2 separate regions of the Mus musculus genome follow, and region 1 is linked to region 2. Evidence: chromatin contacts called from public HiChIP or PLAC-seq data. All regions are on one chromosome and are shown on one strand. Each heading gives the region's core, a stretch centred on a gene start, on an enhancer-like site or on the middle of the called end of the contact. The rest is flanking DNA. Distances are from core to core; before and after follow the strand shown.

The links. HiChIP or PLAC-seq counts read pairs in DNA pulled down with a chosen protein or histone mark.
Region 1: a contact with region 2 is called in an HNF4G HiChIP or PLAC-seq map of pancreatic cancer cells. The contact joins two enhancer-like sites. A contact is called at or near these places in 6 of 484 Hi-C or Micro-C datasets (B cells, the G1E-ER4 cell line, Th1 cells and 2 more), 2 of 115 datasets of contacts at active chromatin or transcription factors (embryonic stem cells and pancreatic cancer cells) and 1 of 9 other capture datasets (adipose tissue).

What each region holds. Positions count from the first base shown.
Region 1 is chr8:61,338,960-61,344,471 of GRCm38.p6, forward strand. The region is part of intron 4 of Sh3rf1 (SH3 domain containing ring finger 1); the gene reads left to right. Among named protein-coding and RNA genes, the nearest start is that of Gm40499, 41 kb to the left of the region's middle. Within about 2 kb of position 3,877, at least 63 of the 459 cell types and tissues checked have an H3K27ac peak or open chromatin away from gene starts, as enhancers often do. A contact at or near this core is called in pancreatic cancer cells, where this site is marked.
Region 2 is chr8:61,261,622-61,267,316 of GRCm38.p6, forward strand. The region is part of intron 2 of Sh3rf1 (SH3 domain containing ring finger 1); the gene reads left to right. Among named protein-coding and RNA genes, the nearest start is that of 1700001D01Rik, 24 kb to the right of the region's middle. Within about 2 kb of position 3,975, at least 58 of the 459 cell types and tissues checked have an H3K27ac peak or open chromatin away from gene starts, as enhancers often do. A contact at or near this core is called in pancreatic cancer cells, where this site is marked.

The DNA of each region.
Region 1 (5,512 bases), core at 2,627-5,126, 77 kb after region 2:
ATTAGCCCCAAACCTAGGATACCCAAGATATAAGATATAATTTGCTAAACACATGAAACTCAAGAAGAATGAAGACTGAAGTGTGGACACTATGCCCCTCCTTAGATTTGGGAACAAAACACCCATGGAAGGAGTTACAGAGACAAAGTTTGGAGCTGAGATGAAAGGATGGACCATGTAGAGACTGCCATATCCAGGGATCCACCCCATAATCAGCATCCAAACGCTGACACCATTGCATACGCTAGCAAGATTTTATTGAAAGGACCCAGATGTAGCTGTCTCTTATGAGACTATGCCGGGGCCTAGCAAACACAGAAGTGGATGCTCACAGTCAGCTAATGGATGGATCATAGGGCTCCCAATGGAGGAGCTAGAGAAAGTAGCCAAGGAGCTAAAGGGATCTGCAACCCTATAGGTGGAACAACATTATGAACTAACCAGTACCCCGGAGCTCTTGACTCTAGCTGCATATATATCAAAAGATGGCCTAGTCGGCCATCACTGGGAAGAGAGGCCCATTGGACTTGCAAACTTTATATGCCCCAGTACAGGGGAACACCAGGGCCAAAAAGGGGGAGTGGGTGGGCAGGGGAGTGGGGGTGGGTGGATATGGGGGACTTTTGGTATAGCATTGGAAATGTAAATGAGTTAAATACCTAATAAAAAATGGAAAAAAAAAAAAAGAAAGAAAGGTTGTGGCTTAACAATGATGTGAAAAAAAAAAAAAAAACTACACAAGAAGGAGTAGGTAAACTCTAACTTACCATTTTCAGACAAGTCTCTTGTTTAAAGGAAATGGCCAGTCATTGCTGAGTGACTCGCCTGTAATCTGCCCTAGTCTCTTGCCTCACTGGCTTCTGAGGACATGTGACGACAAGCCTTCAGATGGGACTCAGATCCAGCCTCGCTTAGGTGTATAGAGATTTTTTTTTTCATAAGATTACGAAGGCATTCTCGAATGTTTGTTCTCAGAATGACTGATTGTTCAACGTCAAAAGTCTGAGGCTGCCTTTGTTACAGAAAAATTACTCAGAGCCATAATATTTTGAACTATGTTAAACTTTATTGTTAAAATAGGTTTGTTATTTTGTCATACACATTGTAAATATAGCTAGTAATGAAGGCTTTACAAAGCAAAGTAGACCCAGTTTGACCTCATATGGAAGATGTAAATGGATTCTTTACAATGTTCTGGGCATTTTTGTGTGCCTGTGTAGTCAATGGATGGCTTGAACAGAACCATTCTGATGGGAAAATAATTTGGAGAAGAAACTTCTGTGTAATGCAATAGAATGCTCCAGAAAAGTCTTTCCTGAGTGGTGTAAAATAATGTTACTTTTTACATGAAACTCTCCCATACGGCACAACCCAGGCTGCACACATGCCATGCATGATCTGTGAAGCTGTAGACGGGCGCTGTTTGGGTGCTCACTACCCTGGGCTCTGCTTTGCACCCACCCTTCCTCCTCCACCCCTGCGCATCTCCACATCCTCACACTGTAGGGATCTAGGGCATGGGGAATGCTCACTCGCTGATTTATTAACCGAGTACACATCACTGAGGAATTTCTGTCTGCGTGTCATTTCTCATTGACTAAACTCTATTTGGAATTTAATGACAATTCCATGTTCTTTCTGCACCTCTTGGGATCTAGGTATTTCCACTGTTGCGTTCCTGTGTCTGGTAATGAGGTTCTGGAAAATAAAATGTGTTGTTGGAATGTATCCTCCTGGTTAATGGGTGTTTCTGATTTATGATGTGTGTGTGTTACGTACAATAGAAACACACGCAGGCGGCCTGTATTACTGGTTCCCATAGGACACGGACATGAACCGATCTCAGCCGTGATGTTGTGCGCTGGTCTCTCTTCCCAGCACTGTGATTAGCTGTGGGTGTGTTGCTTCAGAACTAGTAGGTACCAGCATCTCTGAGTCCTAGCTGTGCTTGTGTCTGTCTTGTAAGCTCTTCTGTGCTTTGGCTGTGAGCAGCTTCTCCGGCTGTAAACTCGCTGTCTTCCCCAGGCATCTCATCCTCTAGGAATCTGATCGCATCATTTCTCTTTTCTGCCGTGCATGCCACTTCTTTCCTTTCCCTTGGTTCGTTCTTCCTTAGTGTGGGAACGTGATCTGCCTTTGGATCTCCTGAAAAATCGATGACGTGATTATATTCACCTCAGCTTGTGGCTATGATATCTCCCCCCCCCCCCCCCACACACACACACATCTCATAATGCTCAAAAGGTCCACTTTCCCCTCTCGATGTCTTTGCCTGCTTATCTCTGATCTTGGTTCCTCCAGGTCTGAAATCACCATCTTGGTTGTCACTAACTCTCCTTTCTTAGTTCTCCTTGTGTCCCCTGAGTCACATCTATAACTATTCATAATCTCCTCCGTTACCGTTTCCGTTTTCATTTCCAGACTGCTGAGTTGACGGTGGGCTGGGAACACACAGCGAGGTCTTTCCTTAACCTGCGATGCTTTGTAGTTTTCTTCCCATAACTGCTATTTTCTCCTCCCCCTCCCTGACTCAGAGACCACCCAAGTCTAACCCCGAGATGACTCCCACGCTTGACCTGCAAATGCTTTTGCTATGATTGCTTGGTCAGGTATAGAATCAGGAGATTTTCTTAAAGCTTATTCTCATTCTCTAGCTAGCGTTTTTTCTCCAAACAGAGAGCGAGCTGACAATGGAGCGGGCTGACAATGCTAAGCAGTTGCTCTAGAAAGACTTCAACGCTTTCCCTGGGTCACCAAATGTGTCTGTCACCCGGAGTCAGTCTGTCTGGTCTTTATTGACTCACTTGCCCATGCTCTGCAGACTTGCCAGTGTGCATCTCCTAGCCTTACTGATAGGAACCTGTTCCGTTTCCCAAGTCCTTTCTTCTCATGAGTCAGAGGGGTGTGCCGCCCTTTCCAATCCAGGGCAGTGCCTCGCTTGGAATAGTCACAAAAAGAAAAAGAATTTAAAAATAAGAACAAACCCATAGAATGAATTCCGTCTCCATTTGTTCTGAGTCTGGTCACTCATGGCCTATGGCCTCTAGACCTGACTGAGAGGTCTGCCTGTTGAGTATTCTGAGGAGATGTTTGTGTTTGGGGTGAGGAGAGGTTTGCTTAGGAGTAAAACTTTATAGCTCATTAAATCCAACTTCATATTACATAAGAGAAATTGGAGGCACATAGGGAAAAGGTGATTTGCCTGAGGCGACAGAGTGAGCCAATGGTAAGCTTTGGTTCTGAGTCATTACAATAATACCTATTTGGACTGGCTCTTACAGGCTGCAGAGCATGCTGGTCCATACTCATGTCTGTGCGAGGCACACAGGAGTGATGCCACCTTTCTTTATACAGCTCAGAAGACCGAGGTCAGGATAAGCAATGACTCAGCCAGTGAGCATGGAGACCTGGCCCTAGGCTAACCTGTTTGACTTCAAGTTCAAGGCTCTTCCTGTGGTTCTCCTTGGACAATACCTCCTGTAGCTTTCCTAGAATTAAATTTGTTTTAGGTTCTTAAACATGCGTCTTTTTTTAAAAATACCTTCCCTTCAAAACCAGGAGGCTAAAAAGGAGAGTTCTGATTTATTTATTTATGCTCTAACAGCTGGGCCTAGTAAAAGCAAGGGTCACTATGATAAGCTGCTCACTGACCTCCAGGCCTCCCCCTTGAGACATGCGAGTGATTTCGCAAACCCCCTTACCTTAGCTGGTGGGGCAAGGTCTGTAGCTCCTGTTGTTGCTGCCCCAATGCTTATGTGAGTGCTTCTTGTCCCTGTGATTTCTTAGGGCTCAGGGAACTTCAGAACACGGGGCTCTGGGAGGTCAGGGGAAGTTCATGAGCCTTTCTGGGACAGCTCCTAAGGTGTGGCCTCTTTCTCCTGAAGAGCTTTCAAGGGACAGGAGCTGAGCTACCAGCACACACACATCACTGCTGAGCAAGCTGAAGTGTGGCCAGGCCACACGGACATGGCATGTGAATACTTGACCAGTACTAAGTTTCAAAGACCCGGTAGTGTTTTAGGATTGAAAGCAAGGTCTTGCACGTGTGTCTTGGTTTGGAGTAGTTATATGTTGAAGTGATATAATATTTTGTATATAATAGTTTTTTTCTTTTTATTCTTCTAAATGTAGCTATTTGGGAAATTTAAATTATAAGATTTATCTTACATTTAAGTTGCCCAGTGCTGGCCCAGAGGCAGACCTCCCTTCCCTTGATAATTCTAAGAGACTTTTTTTTTTTTTATTCATCACAATCATTTGTAGAGACTTAAATGGTGTCTTGGCCTAGCAGAGGTTCTCTTACCAATTTTATAGAACTCCCAGTTAATTAGTCTCTCGTGTGCGAGTCTTGTATTGTAAATGAAGGTTGAGTTTGATTTTTATGTCTGGTCAAGCAAAACTGAAAAACTTGTTATCCAAAAGATAAAAGCCTAATAGGGGATCTAAACCTGTCATGCCATTATTGAAGAAGCGTTTCCAGAGGACAGTGGTGTGAGGCTAATGCTGTCATTTCTTCTAAGGAGGTGCAAGAGGGCTTGAGTTTCTGTCTTGCTTTCTCCAGAGTGCTGGCTCTGTCTGGGGAAGGAACAGTGGACGTTTGGCTGCTGGGATGGTGAAAGGCTGCATTGACAATGTGGATTTATGAAGGTCGGGTTTCACAGTGGAGAGGGAAGGGTAGGTGGCTCTTTCAGCAGCGATGACCACTGAGCTGTGTGAAATGAACCTGTCCCTGTCCCCACCACACTCTTTCCAGTAGCCCAGGTGGTTGTACAGCTCAGTGACAGAGATGGAAAAAAAGGGAGGGGTAGGATTAACATACTCAGAAAAAGTAAAGCTCCCTGAAAAATTAACTTCGAGATAATTTTTTGAGACAGTCTCATTATGTACAGTAAATAGCCGTATTTGGCCAGGAACTCATTGAATAACTAACTCAACTTCAACTAACCTTCAACTTTTGTGCCTCCTGCTTCAGCTTCCGCGTGCTAGGATTATAAATCTGAATAGCCACACCCAACTATAACAAGAGAGCTCGAGAACATGATATTTAGTAGAATTTCTATAATAGAAAATATCGGTATATTTGGAGTATAAAGTAAAACCTTACTTATAAAATATTAATATGGACCAATATTTCAATTTAGACATGCACACAAATGTATGTATTCATTCATACATATTAAGTAAAGAGTACTTTATTAATATAATAGTATTATAATGCAAAAATCATTTGCATTTGTAAAACAAATTTGTAAAAAAACAGAATATCAAAAACCTAGTTGAACTATGGATAAAGTATGGAAATAGAAAACATTGTAAAAAGAAAAGATCTGTTTAATCTCATTAAAAGAAATGCAAATTAAATAATATGAAATAGCTTCTCTCATCTACTAGAGACTTGAACAGTGACTAGTGAGGATAATATTCATGAAACAAAGTGGTAGAAATTGAGATTTCTTTGGGGTGTGATGCACCTATTTTCTTCAAAAGTTTTTAGATGTACACATTTGTATAA
Region 2 (5,695 bases), core at 2,725-5,224:
ATGTGAATTAATAGGGTGTGGGAGGGCAGGGCAACAGTAACAGGTAAGCGGGGCTGTTTGAACTTTTGGTTTAGGAAACCATAGGGCATTAAAGGACACTTCGGGGTGGGGGTGAGGGGTGGGGGTGATCTTAGAATAGGTTATTGAAGCAGACATACCTGACAGCGACAGAAAGTATTTTATAGCTGCTCTGAGTTAGGGGAGAAACAGAAATTGTAGCGGAAGGAAGAGCCTCGGATGTACCTGAAAGCGAGATTTTCAATTATTTCTCTTAATGAAATGTCAGCTGGTAAGGGCAGATCTGACAATATGGAAGAATAATGGATCTGGGGGATGATGGTGGTGGTGGTGGGGCTTTGCTGATTAAGTTGCTCATTATCTGCAGGCTGCGGAGAAAATCAGTCAATGAATTATTGTGGCGGAATACAACTTTCATTTTCCAGATGCCCGGCAACGAGGCGATCTCAAACAACTAGATAGATTTGTTTTTAATGACTTACAAGAACTCATTGTTTATCACTGAACTAAATGAAGTAAACTGTAATGCGGTGCGTGAATAGGTGTAAAACCAGCAGAGAAGCGCCTGCCGCAGTAAGGCTTCACTAAATATTACTTATGGCTGTGTATTAAAGCGAAGACCCTGAGTAAGCACATTCAGTATGCTCTTAGCCTAAAATTCTCCTATTATAATTCTTTGAAAATTACTAATTATTTTATTATATATTATATACTAACTGACAGATAAATATTAAATTAGCAAGGCCATCCCACTTGCCAGTTCTTTCAAGTAAAGGCCAGAATTTGAGAGAGAGAGAGAGAGAGAATGGTCTGCCTTTTTCCTTGAGAGCACCATTTTTTCTGTGTGTGTGCCTTGGACTCCTCTAGTGTCTATGTTACAGGTAGGCTCCACTGTGCTTGTCTACATGACAGTTTTAGTGGAAATCGCTGCCTATGAAGGTTCATCTACACCCAGACCATTTGTACTATGGATTGGCCTGCTGGTAGATTATATATTCAGAGCTTAGGGACCAAACTGAAGTCCTGTTACTTGTTTGTTGGATGAGAACCTTATCTGGGGCTTTTGTTTTTATCTGCGTTTATGTATATGAGTATTTTGCCTGCATGTATGCTTGTATAACACATGTGCCTGGGGCCCATGGCGGCTTAGTAGAAGGAATCAGGTTGCCTGAGACTGAAGTTACAGGCAGTTGTTACTACAATTCGAGTGCTGGGAATTCAACCTGGGTTTTCTGGAAGAGCAGCCAGTGCTTCGTATCACTGCTCGTCACCCTTATTTGTATCACCCTTATTTGGCACATCAAGATACAAGATTGGCAAGGGGCGGTGAAAATTTCCAGTAGCAGTGTGTGTGTTTGTGTATATGTGTGTGTATGTGTGTGTATATATATTTGTATGTGTGTATGTGTGTGTGTGTTGTGGTTGTGTGTGTGTGTATGTAGTGTATGTGGTAGTTTTATGTGTATGTATGTAGTGTATTCGGTGGTTTGTATGCGCGCGCGCATGTGTGTGTGTGTGTATGTGTGTGTATATATATGTATGTATGTATGTGTGTGTGTCTGTAGTATATGTGTATGTATGTGTGTGTATGTTGTGGTTGTGTGTATGTGTATGTAGTGTATGCGGTGGTTTGTGCGCGTGCGTGTGTGTGCGTGTGTGTGCGTGTGTGTGTGTGTGTGTGTGTGTGTGTGTGTGTGTGTTATAATCAGAAAGTTACCTAATCATCTTCAGTTTATTTGCCCCAGTTACTGCTGTCTGGGGACATCATATGACCTAAGTAGAACCTTTATTTTAACTTCAAAAGGATTGGAAAGTCAAAGCCAGCGGAATGAAATACAAAAGATCTAGAGTCAATTTCAGCCTTTTATTCTTTAATATAGGACCTTGGGGAAGTCTTTTAATCTAGTTGAGATGCTATTTCTTAATTGGTCACTTTAGAGCCACAGTCCCCATCGACACACACACACACACACACACACACACACACACACACACACACACGGAGGTTGTGAAGACACCATGAAGACATGACGCTTCTGGCTTGGTCTACCTATTTGTAGCTTCTCCTTTCTCCATTTAATTGTCCACATTGTCCCAGGGTCTTTGTCCAGTGTGGATCTGAACATTCAACTCTTCTAAAATTGCTTTAAAGACTGTCCGCCTTTAAAGTCAGCCTTCAAACCCAGAACAGAGGTCATACTCTGTAGCATGTTCTACCGCAACCCACTGAGCTGTGTCCTCTCTGGCTGCCCAAGTCCTTCCTGTGCCTTCCTGGTCATCTAGGTCACAGAGCGCCAGATGGAACCGGATCCTTTGTACTACCTGCCTTGGTGTGCACTTTTCTCTTACTTGCTATATCTGTCTGTCTGTCTGTCTGTCTGGTGTCCTGGCCTTACACAGTTGTGACAGTTTGTCCTAAATATAACTCTTTTGTGGAGTTGTAAGTACTGTTGAATCTTTCTCTGTTTTCCTTTTTTATATTTTATGTAAAGACTTTGAAATTTTATATGTATATGTCTGAATTTGAGTGTGTGTATGTGTGTAACTGGGAGAAAGTGGTGGTTATAAGCCACCTAACTAGGGTTCTCTGCAAGACCCCAGGTCTCCTAACCTCTGGACCGTCTCTCCAGCCGCTTTCTTTCTCTCTTTATGGACTAGAAGTCCATAAGGCCATCACTTGGGCTAGTTATGGGCCTCAGTAGGTAGAGTGTTAGTCTAGCACCACACAAATGGGTGTGATGTCACAACCTGTGGGTTCACAGCCCACTGTGGCTCACAGCCTGTGGGTTGAGACTGCTTCGGGGTCACTTATCAGATATCCTGCGGATCAGATGTTTATATTATAATTCATAACTAGCAAAATTATAGTTATGAAGTAGCAACAAAATGATATTATGGTTGGGGTTGTCACAACATGAGGGCTGGGATCGTCAGGGATCATCACAGCATGAGGGCTGGGATTGTCACAGCATGAGGGGCTGTGTTAGAGGTCTCAGCATTTAGGAAGGTTGAGAACCACTGCTCTAAAGTGAGTTGGGAGCAGGAGCAATAGAAATTCAAGTCATTTCTGTTACATAGATAATTGAAGGCCAGCCTGGAACAGGTGAGACCTCAATAGACATACACATACACACACACACACACACACACACACACACACACACACACACGTGCACACGCACAAAGATATTACTTGAAGGCATTTGGAAATATTTAAATAGTTAGTACTTGTTATATCTTTAGGTTAAAGAGAAATAATTTAAATTTAGGTTGAAATATTGTAGAATTTTAAGGAGAAAAAAAAAAAACCCAAAACCCCAGAATAAAAGTCATCTCAAAGATTTCCTAATCCTTCAAAGGTGACTTTAGTTTCTTTTAGTTGAGTGTCATTGCTTGCTTATCACATGAAAAAAGAGTTTGAAGGGCCTTTCTAAAGAGCCTGTCGGCTGAAGAGATGGTTCAGAGATTAAGAGCACTTGCCGTTCCGGCAGTACCTGCCCGGTGGCTCACAACTAACTGTAACTCCACTTCGAGGGCAGCTGATGCGCCTTTCTGGCCTTGTTAACACCAGGCCTGTCAGTGGTGTGCATGCGTGCAGACCCTCATACACATAGATTAAAAATTCTTTACAAGTTCTGTTGCTCAGATATGGTGAATGGGGCCTTCCAGAGCTTTATCCGAGGGACAAGATGCATGCGTGTTAGTTACAAACACAGTCACGTTTATGTAGACTTGCCCTGATGAAAGCCCTGTAGAATACTACATTTTAAAAAATAATAGACAACAGAACCTTTTTCATATTTGTGTTGTCTAGAGTAAATTTTAATCATAGTTGCAGTTTGGCTTTGATTCTGCACTTGGTATTTGCAAATGCTTTTCTGTTTATTTATCCCCTACACTTAGAGGCTAAGCTGCGCTTGGCTGTGTTCCCAGCTCTGATGAGTAAGCTCAGCACTTTCCTACGTGAGGGATCCTCAGTGGGGACTTGCTGGTCATTTCCCTCTTCTCACTTGCATATGGGGGCTAGGGAAACTTTCTGGAGACACTGATGGTAGTAAACTCGGTGACTTCCCTGCTTGGGGACTTCTGACAGTGCGCATCATGGCCTAACAGGGAGGGAGGCACCGTGGCCTCACATCACATCATGTATGTGACTGCAGACTAGCTTTTTAAACTGAAGTACATCAATCCACATTTATAGATGTTTTAAAGAGCACAGTTTGAAAAACTAAAAACTAAAAACTCATGTATTGTAGAATTATTATGTTCAAATGCTGTTTAAATTTTTAAATTACATTTATTTATGATTAAAGCTGTCTTCTAACCCCCACATCCACACATGCATGCCACAGTGTGCTTTGGGGAGTTGGTTCCTCTCTTCACCCACATGGGTACTGGGGCTTGAACTTAAGCTGTGAGGCTTGGCAACCCATACCTTTGCCCAGTGAGCAGTCAGTAGCCCGATTTACACTTTGTATGTGTGCGCACATGCCACGGAGGTCAGAGGACAACGTGTAGAGTTGGTTCTCTCCTTCAGCTCTATGGGTCCCTGGGGATTGAACTCAGGTCATGGGGATTGGCGGCAAACACCTTTCTCTGCTGTGCCATCTCTTTGGCAAACTTCACATACTGTTTTGAAGATTCAGAAAATTGTTCCTATGATCATTTAGAGGCCAGAAAAGTATTAGAGAATTGGGTTGTATCTGACAGTAATTTATTTTTAAAGTGTTTATTTTACTTTATGTATATGTTTTGTCTGTATGTTTGTGTACCACATATGTTCCTGGTTCCTATGTTGTACCTGAAATAAGAAGAGGGCACTAGGTGCCTGGAATGGGGTTTACTGATGATTGTGAGTCTCCATGGGGTACTGAGTCCAGGATCTCTGCAAGAGCAACCGGTGCTAAGGGCTGAGCCATCTCTCCAGCTCCTAGTAATCTAATTATTAATTAATGTAATCATTCTGTATATGCCTCTCCTATAAATAGAAAAGGAAGAAACATTACAAATATGAGCTTATTTTCCTATAGATGAAGTTGGAATTGAAATATAATTTATTTTTATTAGAAAACAGTGATGTCATTCAGATATCTTTGTTTAGCCAAATGGAGACCTTAAGGAAATTCTGGAAAAACTCAATCTTGAGATTAAAAACAAAAATGTAGTCATGTGTCAGCCTGTCTATAGCTGTATAAGTTGCAGCTATGGACAGGAGCCTCACAACCTTTATGGCCTGAACATTTCTCCAGTCTGATTGTAGATGGGGCCATTGTGGGTCTTAGAACCTACTTGAGTTATTTCTGCTTTGCACCCTTGGAAACCTCTAGAATTTTTTTAAAGGATGCTTTATAAAAACCAACCAATCAAACAACCAAACAACAAACAATAACAACAACAATAACAAACACTACAGAGCCAAAGACATCTGTGGAAGTTTTCATCAGAAAACTAGACAGGAAAGTCTAAGAAACTTGTCTATGAGCATGAAGAACTCTGTCAATGTGTGGCTGTATTGTATGGTATGGTATGGTGTGGTGTGGTATGATGTGGTATTGTGGTGTGGTGTAGTGTGGGATAGTGTGATATGGTGTGATGTGTGTGGTATGGTGTGGTGTAGTATGATGTGATTGGTGTGATGTGGTATGATGTGTATGGTATGGCATTGTATGGTATCGTA